4 separate regions of the Sus scrofa genome follow, and regions 2, 3 and 4 are each linked to region 1. A link is a contact called in public Hi-C and promoter capture Hi-C data. All regions are on one chromosome and are shown on one strand. The core of a region is the stretch at or near the end of the contact, and the rest is flanking DNA. Distances in the headings are between cores, read along the strand shown.

Region 1 (2,526 bases), core at 12-2,511:
CCCCGTACACCGACCAGCTTTGTGGAGGGCTGCCACCATGAGAAATTCGCATGCACTGCAGGTGACAGCACAAACCAGTAGGACTGCTTTGGAAAGCAATTTAGTCCAGTTGAAGATAGACCAGCCCACTGAGCCAGCAATGCCATCGCTTAGAATTTACCTTACATCTCCTCAAGTACAAGAATATTCACTGCAGAATTATTCATAGAGCCCGAAATGGAAAACCAGCCAACGCCCGTGAGCAGTGGCCTGGGAGCTATAACCTTGGGGCACAGCCATGCGAAGGAGCAGCCGACCGCAGAGGGCGAACGCTTCGGGTTTTTTTTTTTTTTTCATGCAGCAAAGCGATTCTTAAAATAATGTCCAGAAGAGGCAGCCAGACACTGCAGGGCACAAACTTCACGCTTCCACTTACACCAACACTACAGTTTAGGAATGGATTCTTAGATGATGAAATAAGAGAGAAAAGCAGGACATACTGACCATGCAAGGAGGGAACTTGGGGGGTAGTTTTAGGAGGGGGCGCTGACAACGTGTTATTCTGAGTGGTGACCCTTGGATTAGCTTTATAATTCCTCAAAATAAGCATTTGCGGGCTACTCGCTTTTCTGTAAGTAAAATTTCCTACTAAAAAAGTTTAGTTACAATAAAAAAAAAAAAGATGGATCTTTTAAGAGAGAATTAAATTACAGCCACTCCGAGACCGACGGGCGCGTGAGGCTGGGGTGGGAAGGGCGATAGGGCCCGGCCCCCTCGGCGAGTTCTGGACAGCTGCGTCCCACCGCGGGGTCCTAGAGGGGCTCCAGCCCGCAGTCCCCCAATTGAGCCCGCCAGGGCAGCGGCGCCTGCGAACTAAGCAAGAGGGCGGCGGGGTGGGGCCGCGGCAGAGTCAGAGCGCCTGCGCGCTGAACAGGCAAGGGATGGAGAGCAGCCCGGACGCCTGCGCACTGGGTTGGTGGTGGGGGAGGGGCAAGGCCCGCCGGCTCCTACCTGCACGTGGCCGGTGGCTGGCGCTGGGTTGTCGGTCCTGCAGTGCACGTTGGGCAGCCGGTACATGCAGGTGGGAAGTTCTACACGGAGAGATGCACTGCCCTCGTGGTAGGGCTTTACCTGGTACATCGGCATCGTGGGACCCAAAGGAGGGAAGGTGGCGAGTGAGGGACACGAACGCTGAAAAACCGTCCAAATCCTAGACGGACCGCAGACACCTCGTTTCCGACCCAGCTACTAGCGTTGGCGAAAGCTCAGTTCCTGTGCTCTAATTGGCCTCTGCTTTCCTGACGTCACGGACTCGACCTTTGACAACCGCCAATCAGCGAGGGGGACTGTGGGAAGCGTTCCCAGCCTTATCCGGAAGTGGCGGGGGCGGGGCGCAGTGTCCGGAGCAGCCAGTGGGCGGCCGGGCGGCCGGTCCGGTGTAGGAGAAGCGGCGCGATCTGTCCCTGGTCAGGCTCTGCATCCATGGAGCGAGCCGAGGGGCCGAGGTGAGCCGTGCGTGCAGTCTCCCTTCGCCGTCGCCGAGTGTAAGGCCCACGGCGTTCCAGACCCCTGGAAAGGAGGGGAAAGTGACTGCGGCGCTGGGCGAGCTGGCGGCCCGGAGGCCTGGGAGGGGCTTTTCTTCGCTAGCCGGCCCCGCTGCCCTGTGGGTGCACCTTGAAGTCGGGGTTCGCGGGGATTCGGCCGGCTCCCAGGCAGGCCCTGCGCAGGCGCTGCGTCGCATCCGTGGATCTGAAGCCGTGGACCTTGAAATCCCCCTGAACGGAATTCATTTTCTTTTTACATGGTTGCTTGCTTTCTCTCTCTTTTGTAAAATTGAGGGTTATTTTAGGGAAGGCTTTAAGGTACAAGCTAATTTGCATGGCCGCACAGTCTTAAAAAAAAACTAGTACTTCTCTATCTCCTTGAGTATGCGATTACTGGCTGGTAAAGTACACGCACTCGGGTTAGCGAATCTTCAGGTAGCGCTTTCACACTCAGTGTCAGATTCTTGAACCCAGAGTTGCCGTCTGTATGTAAATGTTGTATCTCCACCCCTCAAAATAAATATCAGGAATGTACTTGTAGCCTTTGGGCGGAAAAAGGCCAAATATTTAAAGATACTTCTTCCACTTTATTTGGTGTCATCTGCAGTTTCCACATTTAAGACAGACTTGAGTGGGATTCTTTGCAAGGTCGAATGAAGAGAAAAGATGTTTCTTTATTTTACAGGGGTTTACTGCGTATCAACTCTGTGTTAGATGCTGTGGGAAATCCTCAAAGATTTCTCTCCCAGGGAGGCCCCGATGTTCAGTTACATCCATGTTACAGTTTACTGGAAGTGATTAATTTAACACATGGATGAACATTTTTTGGATGAGCAGGAGTTTGCCAGGCAGAGGAAGAGGAGGGGAGTGGTCTGGACACACCTGTGTAGGCAAGGAGTAGTGTCTAAAGGAGATTGGTGTTTACTCTGACCAGAATAGAGGGAAATTGGCAATGGGTACAGGATTGACCAGAGAGAGAGAAAGAGACAGAGAGAATAGATTG
Region 2 (2,526 bases), core at 8-2,507, 400 kb before region 1:
GCGTTGCTGTGGCTCAGGCGTAGGCCAGTGGCTACAGCTCTGATTAGACCCCTAGCCTGGGAAGGGAGCCAAGGGAGCGGCCCAAGAAATAGCAAAAAGACAAAAAAAAAAACAAAAAAACAAAACCATGCAATACAACAAGTGCCAACAAGCTAGTTGGTGTCATCAATCCAAAAGGCATGAAGTTAGTCCTTGTGCAAGAAAACGAAAGATGCCCTGAAAACGTGCAGCTTTTATTTATGTATTTTTATTTGTATTTTTTTGGCCACGCCTGTAGCATGTGGAAGTTCTCAGGTCAGGGATTGAACCTGCGCCATAGCAGTGACCCGAGCCGCAGCAGTGACAACACCAGATCCTTAACTGCTAGTCCACCAGGGAACTCCCCTGCAGCTTTTATATGAAATGACTTGACTGAGGTTTTTTAAGATGTGACAACAGTCCTAATAATTTCCATGCACCATGCACTCCAGGCACTCTCTATGGACGAGGTTTGAAATACAAATTACACTTTCAGCGATTCTGCACTGTCTTAAATGCTCTGATATTTGCGTGAAAAACTGACATTGTGTAATATAAAGACAAACGCTAAAAGTCATGATCATAATTTAAATTTTTTTCTTTAATTAGAATGACAATAAATAGCAAACAGAAAACAAGTCAGAGGGACTGCACAATAAAGGGGAAAGTTCTATATTTTAGTACATTTAACAGCACTTTCTCCTGCTTTTGACCTGGGGAACCCACGTTGTCATCTTGCACTGGGCCCCCTCAAATTCCGCAGCTCACCCTGTTTGTCAGCTTCATTCCCTCGGTAATTTCTTGTGCTTTATTTTCACATCCTTACAGACATGTTCGTTTTCTACCTAATTTTGCACTCTTTCTCAAAGAGCATCCCCAGAATGTTAAAATCTTCAGGCCCCCACATAAGCCATACCCTCCCAGCATCCACCATATCTTGAGCGATGCAATCACTAATTCCCCCCCCTTACACTTTTTCATGCAGTAAACCTATAGAGCTCTTAGGATCAGTGGTGGGGGGAAATTCCTCACAAGAGAATGTCATTTCAAAAATTAAAGGAAATCGTTGGTACCCGAGTGCAAGCCGGAAACCTGGCCGGGGGAAGTGGGCCAGAAATCGGGGTCCTGGGGAGGGAGCCCGGGAGCATGCGCTCCCGCAAGGCCTGTGCTCTGGCGCGTCCCCTTTAAGGGGCGGGGCCGGGGCGGGGCTGGAGGCCGCCCGCTCTCCCAAGCTGCCCCGCGCGCGCGCGCGCCGGCAGTTCGGCCACGTCCCTGGCCACGTCGCGCCCGCTCTCGCCATCTTTCGCCGCTTCCTCTTCGGGGCTGCTGCAGCTGCCTGAGCCGCCGAGCCTGGGGCCACCGCGCCGACCGCCGTCGCCATGAACATCTTCCGGCTGACCGGGGACCTGTCCCACCTGGCGGCCATCGTCATCCTGCTGCTGAAGATCTGGAAGACGCGCTCCTGCGCGGGTGAGCGGCGGGCGAGGCCCTGGAGAGGCTCGGGCGCGGGGCCGGGTCGCTGGGAGGACCCGGCGACCTCGGCTGTCCCAAGCCCGCGGGCCTGCGCCGACCCGACACACCCCCTCGGCGGGCCTGGCGGGCGACCGGGCCGCGCAGGGTGGGGGGATTCTGCGGCCCCTCGGGGTGGGAGCGCAGGGCCGGGCGAGGTGTGGCGGCGCTGGGCCAGTCTCTGCTCTCGGTCGGCTCCCGAACTTGAACCGTCCGGGAGGGGGAGGCGCCAGGTGGACAGCGCGGGGCCTTGTTCTATCTGAAAAGTTGGGATCGGGGCGGGGGTCCGGCCGGCGCGCCCCCGGCCCTCGGCTTCATTGGGCGCTTCTCCGAGCGCCTAGAACGGGGGTCTCGAGATGCGCGGAGCCGGCGGATCAATGGGACGCGCGGGAGGAGGATGGGCAGGATCTCGGCGGCTGGGCCTGACGTGGCAGCTTCCCCAGCCCGGGAGGTGGAGCGGGCGCGGGGAGAGGTCACCCCGCTCCCCACCCTGCACCCTCGAGGACTGGCCTTTAGGCCAGGGTGTCCGGGCAGGCCTGTCCCTAGTGTCCTGAGTCTGGGCTTCGCCCCAGCTCTCGGGTGCAGGATCGCGCTCGCCACAGGAGGAGGAGGTATGGGGAGGTCTCTAATCGAATTTCTTGGGCAGTTAATGCTGCTTTGAGGAACGAACCAGTTTGTCAAACTCCGAGTGTCTCCCTCTAATAACGGGTTCTCTTAAACCTGCGGCGGGGCGCCGGGTACGGCAGAGGTCTCTGTGGTCTCCTGTAATTCCTCACTCCACGTCACCAGTGAGTTGGCGGCTCCCCCTTGGGGAGTACACATTTCATGCTCACATTGCTGGAAGGCAGTGAGACACTTCTTCCCCGGATAGTAGTGGTGTTTTACCTTCCATTAGCTCCAAAAGCTTAAGAATGGAGAATTTTTAAATAATTTCTTAAAATGCAATGTCTTCCTTAAACATATTTTTGATGCCACGGCCTCAGTATAACAATGTCTGAT
Region 3 (2,526 bases), core at 19-2,518, 310 kb before region 1:
GAGGCATAAAAGCAGCACCAGTCCTAACGACGACTTTGGGGTATAGTGAAGCCAGAACTCTTCCTTCTACTCGACAAGACTCGAAATATGTACCAGTTGCATTCGGAGTTTGCTGAAAACTGGCAGTAATTCTTGGAGCTTCCTTGTTAGAAGGCTCCTCTACTTGAGCAAGGCTGAGACACACAATTTTGCTCGGATTACACTGAGATTCTTGTTTCCAGAGGAGAAAAAAAAAAAAACTGCATAAGACAAGTCTTGTCTTCCTCTAGGGCCTGTAACCACCACAGGCTGTAATGAAAAGAAATGCCTTGAGTCACAGGACAGCTCGGCCCAGGAGCCAGTTCTGCTACATGCCATACCCAACGCAGGAGCGAACGCAGAGCCAGCTTTTTCTTTTCTTTTTTTTCTTTTTGACTACACCACGTTCAGAGAAAAGAACAGTCTTAATCGCACCCAGCTCCTCGCAGCTAGAAATCTGCAAAGTTTCTCCACCTTAATAGCAAACAGCATCACTTAAGAAAATCAGAAAAGTGGCAAAGTACAGGCGGAAGGCACCCCCCAGCAGATCCGCCTAGGGTCCCCAAAGCAGCCCGTGTACACAGTCCTCCAACACGACCGACCTGGGACCGCAGGGACCCACCGAGGTTCTCCCTGCGGCTCGAGAGCTTCATGGAAACACCAAGAAAGGCAACTCCCTAAACCCACCCAATCTACGGGCCACGGAGGGAGGGTGGCGGCGAGGCGCTGGGCGGGTTCGGCCGGGCGGTCAGCCGGCCTGCGAGAAAGCGGGAGGGTGGAGTTCAGTTTTCCCTCCAGCCGCCGCTCGCCGATTCCCTCCCTCCCCCACCCAAAAAAAGCCGGAACCAGGCGCGCGCGCCGCCGGGTCCCGAGAGGGGGCGGCCCGCGACCCCCGCCCCGGAGAGGCCCGGCCAGGCCCCGCGCGAGCCCGCGGCGCCCGCCCGCCCCCGGCCCCCCGGCCCCCCGGCCCCCGGCCCCCGGCCCCGGCCAGGCCCGCGCACTCACCCGTCTCCCACCACCACACACTTGATGGCCTGCATCTGGGCCGCTCGCTGGGCCGCGGCGGCGGCGGCGGCCGGGCACTGAGGCGAGGAGCTCGGAGCTCGGGGCGCGGCGGGCGGGCGGGCGCGCGGCTGCGGGCGGCAGGGCGCGGGGTGCCGGGGCCGCGGTCCACGCCGCCTCGCCCTCCGCCGACGGGAAGCGGGAGCCCAGCAGCAGCCACCACCCAAAGCTGGGGAAAACTGCAGAGAAACAGGAAATGGCCGCTCCACTCACATCCGGCCTCCCCTCCCCCGCCCGGCGCCGCCGCTCCCAGACTCCGGGGCGGGGCCGATCCCACCCGCGCGGCTCCCGAGGTTCCTGTCGGCTTCGGGAACGCTCGGGAGCGCTCGGCTCCGAACGCGGGGCGCGCCGGCCGCCATCTTGGTGCGCCTGGAACGCGGTCCGGGCCCCGCCCTCCCCGCCTGGGTTCCGCCGCGGGAGGGGTTCCGCCGCGGGAGGGGTCTCGGCTTCCCCCACATCGACTCGCGCCCGAGACCGTCCGAGGGCATGAGGGGCATGGGAGCCCCCCTTTTTAGTGACACTTCCAACTTAGGGGATGTTGGCAAGGTCCTTCTAGAAAATTCGGAATTGAAAACTGTAACGAAGAGCGTCGCCGGCACCGTATTCGGAGATAACCAATGTTCATTCAGCCAAAAATGTGTTGAACTTTGTTCCTCTTAGGCATATTCTGATTATTTGTAATTCACTGTTTGTAATGTGTTGACTGTTTGCTAGGTTTTAATGCTTTGCACCAAAGTTCTGGACATAATGCTCTGTTAGCGGACCATTAAAGTGCAAATATTTTGGCGTATTTCAATCTAGTTGCATCTTTTTGTTTTGTTTTGTTTTTTGTCATTTTGCTATTTCTTGGGCCACTCCCGCGGCATATGGAGGTTCTCAGGCTAGGGGTCGAATCGGAGCTGTAGCCGCCGGCCTACGCCAGAGCCACAGCAACGCGGGATCCGAGCCGAGTCTGCAACCTACACCACAGCTCAGGGCAACGCCGGATCGTTAACCCACTGAGCAAGGGCAGGGACCGAACCCGCAACCTCATGGTTCCTAGTCGGATTCGTTAACCACTGCGCCACGACGGGAACTCCTAGTTGCATCTTTATATACGTAATGAACATGACTTAGGCGAAATTGGGAAATGCTACTGAGTCCCTGTTAAAACATTTGTCATCACGGCTTCCTCTTGGTTCCATTAGGCACATATACCTTACTTTATATATAACCAGTGTCTCTATTTTCAGACACAAGGCTGGGATGAACGCGTTTGTCCAAGTATCTTTTTTTTTTTTTTTTTTTGTCTTTTGTCTTTTTTAGGGCCGCTTCCGGGAAATATGGAGGTTCCCAGGCTAGGGGTCTAATCGAAGCTACAGCTGCCGGCCTACACCACAGCCACACGACACCAGATCTGAGCCGCGTTTGCGACCTACACCACAGCTCATGGCAACGTCAGGTCCT
Region 4 (2,526 bases), core at 10-2,509, 260 kb before region 1:
CCATAACCACGGTGGGTCTGGCCTCCGCTGGGAGAAGAGGAGGGATCTGGAACAAGGGAGGGAAGGGCCTGGTTGGTTCAGGATGAGAATCGTTTAGGCCAAGGGACCTGCCAGGTGGGGAGGAGAGGGTGGGCCTCTCCCGGAAACTGCCTTCTCTCTCAGTGGGAAAAATCAACGTTTTCCTAGTTTAAACACTTTGATGTGGCTCTTGGAGGGACTGAAGAAACCTGGTTTTTCCTTAAAAAGGAAAAAAATCTATTCATCAGTACAGGGCATATCTTGAAGGTAATTTTATTTTATTTTATTTTTTGGTAACACTTATTTTTAAAGGACAGATGCATATTGCGTGTTAAGTTAGCAGGTGAGGTCAAAATTAGGATGAGAAGGTCAAGTTGCCTTCATTACTCTGGCAGATTTACTTTTTTTTTTTTTTTTTTTTTTTGGTCTTTTTAGGGCCTCACTTGTGGCATACGGAGGTTCCCAGGCTGGGGTCCAATCAGAGCTACAGCTGCCAGCCTACACCACAGCCACAGCAATGCGGGCTCTGAACTCTGCGACCTATACTACAGCTCACGGCAATGCTGGATCCTTAACCCACTGATTGAGGCCAGGGATCGAACCTTCAACCTTGTGGTTCCTAGTTGGATTGTTTTCACTGTGCCACAATGGGAACTCCTGGGCAGATTTCAATAGAACATTCTTGTCTCCCACTGGTCCAGCCGCAGTGGATGGGATGCGAGGGCCCCGACTGTGTGTATTTAGTCACTTTAGGAATTCAGGGTAATTTCAAGGAGCTGCCTAATTTGAGAGGCATGAATGGGTGGGGTGTGAAGCAAGCCCTGTGGTTGGCCTGTGAGATCCATTTTTGCCACTAGAGGGAGCCACGTGTTCACTTAGAGTGTGTCGCTTCAGGGAAGTTTTTGTGTTTTTTTGTGTTTTTTTTTTCCCAGTTACATTGTTTATCCAAATTCTTAAGCAAAAAAAGAACGTAAAAATGCTGGCGTCAGTCCACTTCATTGTGGTTTGTTAAGCTCAGCGAGAGTGATAAGATTGTAACTCATTGTAACTCTTTAGTGGATGCCGTGCAGCAAGAAGGTCCATGTGTTAGAGAAATTAATTTGGTGGTTTTGTCTTTAGGGAGCATCTGAAACCACATTTTCACACGTACCAACAAGAACGGGTGGTTTTGTCAGCATGTTCACTTCTGCCCAGAGCAGCTGAGCCCTGACAGGCCCCTTTAATAGGGTCTGGGTGTGTGCTCATCCAGCATGGGCCTCAGTGAGCTTGTTGGGAGCCTACTCTGTTCCGTGTGTGAGCGCCTCTGGGAGACTCTTAAAGGGAAATTTTCCACAAGAACAAGCCAATTTTTCACAACAGAAATCACAACTGTAGATTTCTTTGATGTCCTGTCGAGAAATGTTCTTCAAACATCAGAATCCGTTGAAATACTGAGAACTGCTGTTGTTCTAATGTTAACGAATGGTTGCTCTTTCCGGTGCATTTTGGTCAAAGATCTATAGGGGTTTTTTTTAACGATAAATTGTGATAATAACGTATATATAAATAGCTTACAAGCTATTGAATTTCTTGGAAATGTTCTGAGTACCACTTATGACTTATTAAAATTAAAGCAGTTTGTTTGAATAAATTCCAGGCTTCCTCTTTGTGAGATGTTTCCGTTTGAGTCTCTTGGGAGAGAAATTGCTGGGCTGTGGCTCTCTCTCTCCTGCTTGATTCAGACACATAATATTCAAAGCTCTGTAGAGATATTTTGCAAGATGCCCAAACCTGGCCTGAGTTTCTTATAAAACGTACGTCTTTAATGTTACAAAGGGTTTTAAGCTCATACCCTTATGCACGTGATTTGCCCCACATTTACTGTTGTCTTAAGATGTCTCAGGGTGAGGCTGTTTTATTGAAAGAAAAACTAACAGTAATGTTCAAGTTTCTAAGAACATTTCAGCCGCCATCAGGCAACAGCCCGTTTCACTAGCTAATAGGATCCATACGTGGACCCCCCCACCCCTGCAGCGTGAAGAGGCAGTGACTCTGACCGCTGGAATATTTCTTAGTCTTCAGGATGATGGTTCTCATCTCAGCCCAGACAGCATCGCTGGTAATGGGCAGAGACGTGATTTAAACAGTTGCCGAACATTGTTCATTCTTCATGTTGTTTTGTTTTTTTTCTTGTCACTTCTTTCCAAGATACCTATTCAACATCCAGCAAATGCTGATTGGGCGCCTACTGTAAACCAAGCATCCTAGTAGGTGCTGGGAACAGTGAGATAATGAAATCAGACCCCTGCCCTACAGAGCCCTGCCCTTCAGCTTGGTTCCTCATTAAGTAACTGAAGTGTAGGGCTCGAGGCACGAGGGGCATGCGTGGGGAAAGAACTGATAATTGACTTTTTGCTTGTGAAAATGACAAGTATTATGTCACAGAATCAAACCTTTGAAATTCCTGCTGTGGTGTAGTGGAATCAGCAGTGTCTCTGGAGCACTGGGATGCAGGTTCAGTCCCTGGCC

The links. Promoter capture Hi-C pulls out the DNA fragments that hold promoters and counts their contacts. Hi-C and Micro-C count contacts between places; a contact is called where the count stands out from the background.
Region 2: a promoter capture Hi-C map of fetal liver shows a contact between it and region 1, with 2.0 times the contacts expected there. A contact is called at or near these places in 1 of 5 promoter capture datasets (fetal liver) and 1 of 2 datasets of targeted methods (alveolar macrophages).
Region 3: a contact with region 1 is called in a Hi-C map of liver, with 5 times the contacts expected there. A contact is called at or near these places in 2 of 5 promoter capture datasets (fetal liver and liver), 1 of 47 Hi-C or Micro-C datasets (liver) and 1 of 2 datasets of targeted methods (alveolar macrophages).
Region 4: a contact with region 1 is called in a Hi-C map of mesenteric adipose tissue, with 3 times the contacts expected there. A contact is called at or near these places in 11 of 47 Hi-C or Micro-C datasets (embryonic fibroblasts, fetal skeletal muscle, heart right ventricle and 6 more) and 2 of 2 datasets of targeted methods (alveolar macrophages and skeletal muscle).

The regions. Positions count from the first base shown.
Region 1 is chr3:5,116,658-5,119,183 of Sscrofa11.1, forward strand. AIMP2 (aminoacyl tRNA synthetase complex interacting multifunctional protein 2) reads right to left here and starts at 1,262. Exons shown (of 4, transcript NM_001244557.1): 1 at 991-1,262. The coding sequence starts at 1,125. It overlaps PMS2 (mismatch repair endonuclease PMS2), which reads left to right and starts at 1,345. Exons shown (of 14, transcript XM_021086081.1): 1 at 1,345-1,484.
Region 2 is chr3:4,715,394-4,717,919 of Sscrofa11.1, forward strand. It overlaps KDELR2 (ER lumen protein-retaining receptor 2), which reads left to right and starts at 1,258. Exons shown (of 5, transcript XM_021086076.1): 1 at 1,258-1,488. The coding sequence starts at 1,398.
Region 3 is chr3:4,802,242-4,804,767 of Sscrofa11.1, forward strand. RAC1 (ras-related C3 botulinum toxin substrate 3 (rho family, small GTP binding protein Rac3)) reads right to left here and starts at 1,269. Exons shown (of 6, transcript NM_001243585.1): 1 at 1,024-1,269. The coding sequence starts at 1,058.
Region 4 is chr3:4,852,807-4,855,332 of Sscrofa11.1, forward strand. No RefSeq gene overlaps it. Among named protein-coding and RNA genes, the nearest start is that of CYTH3, 47 kb to the right of the region's middle.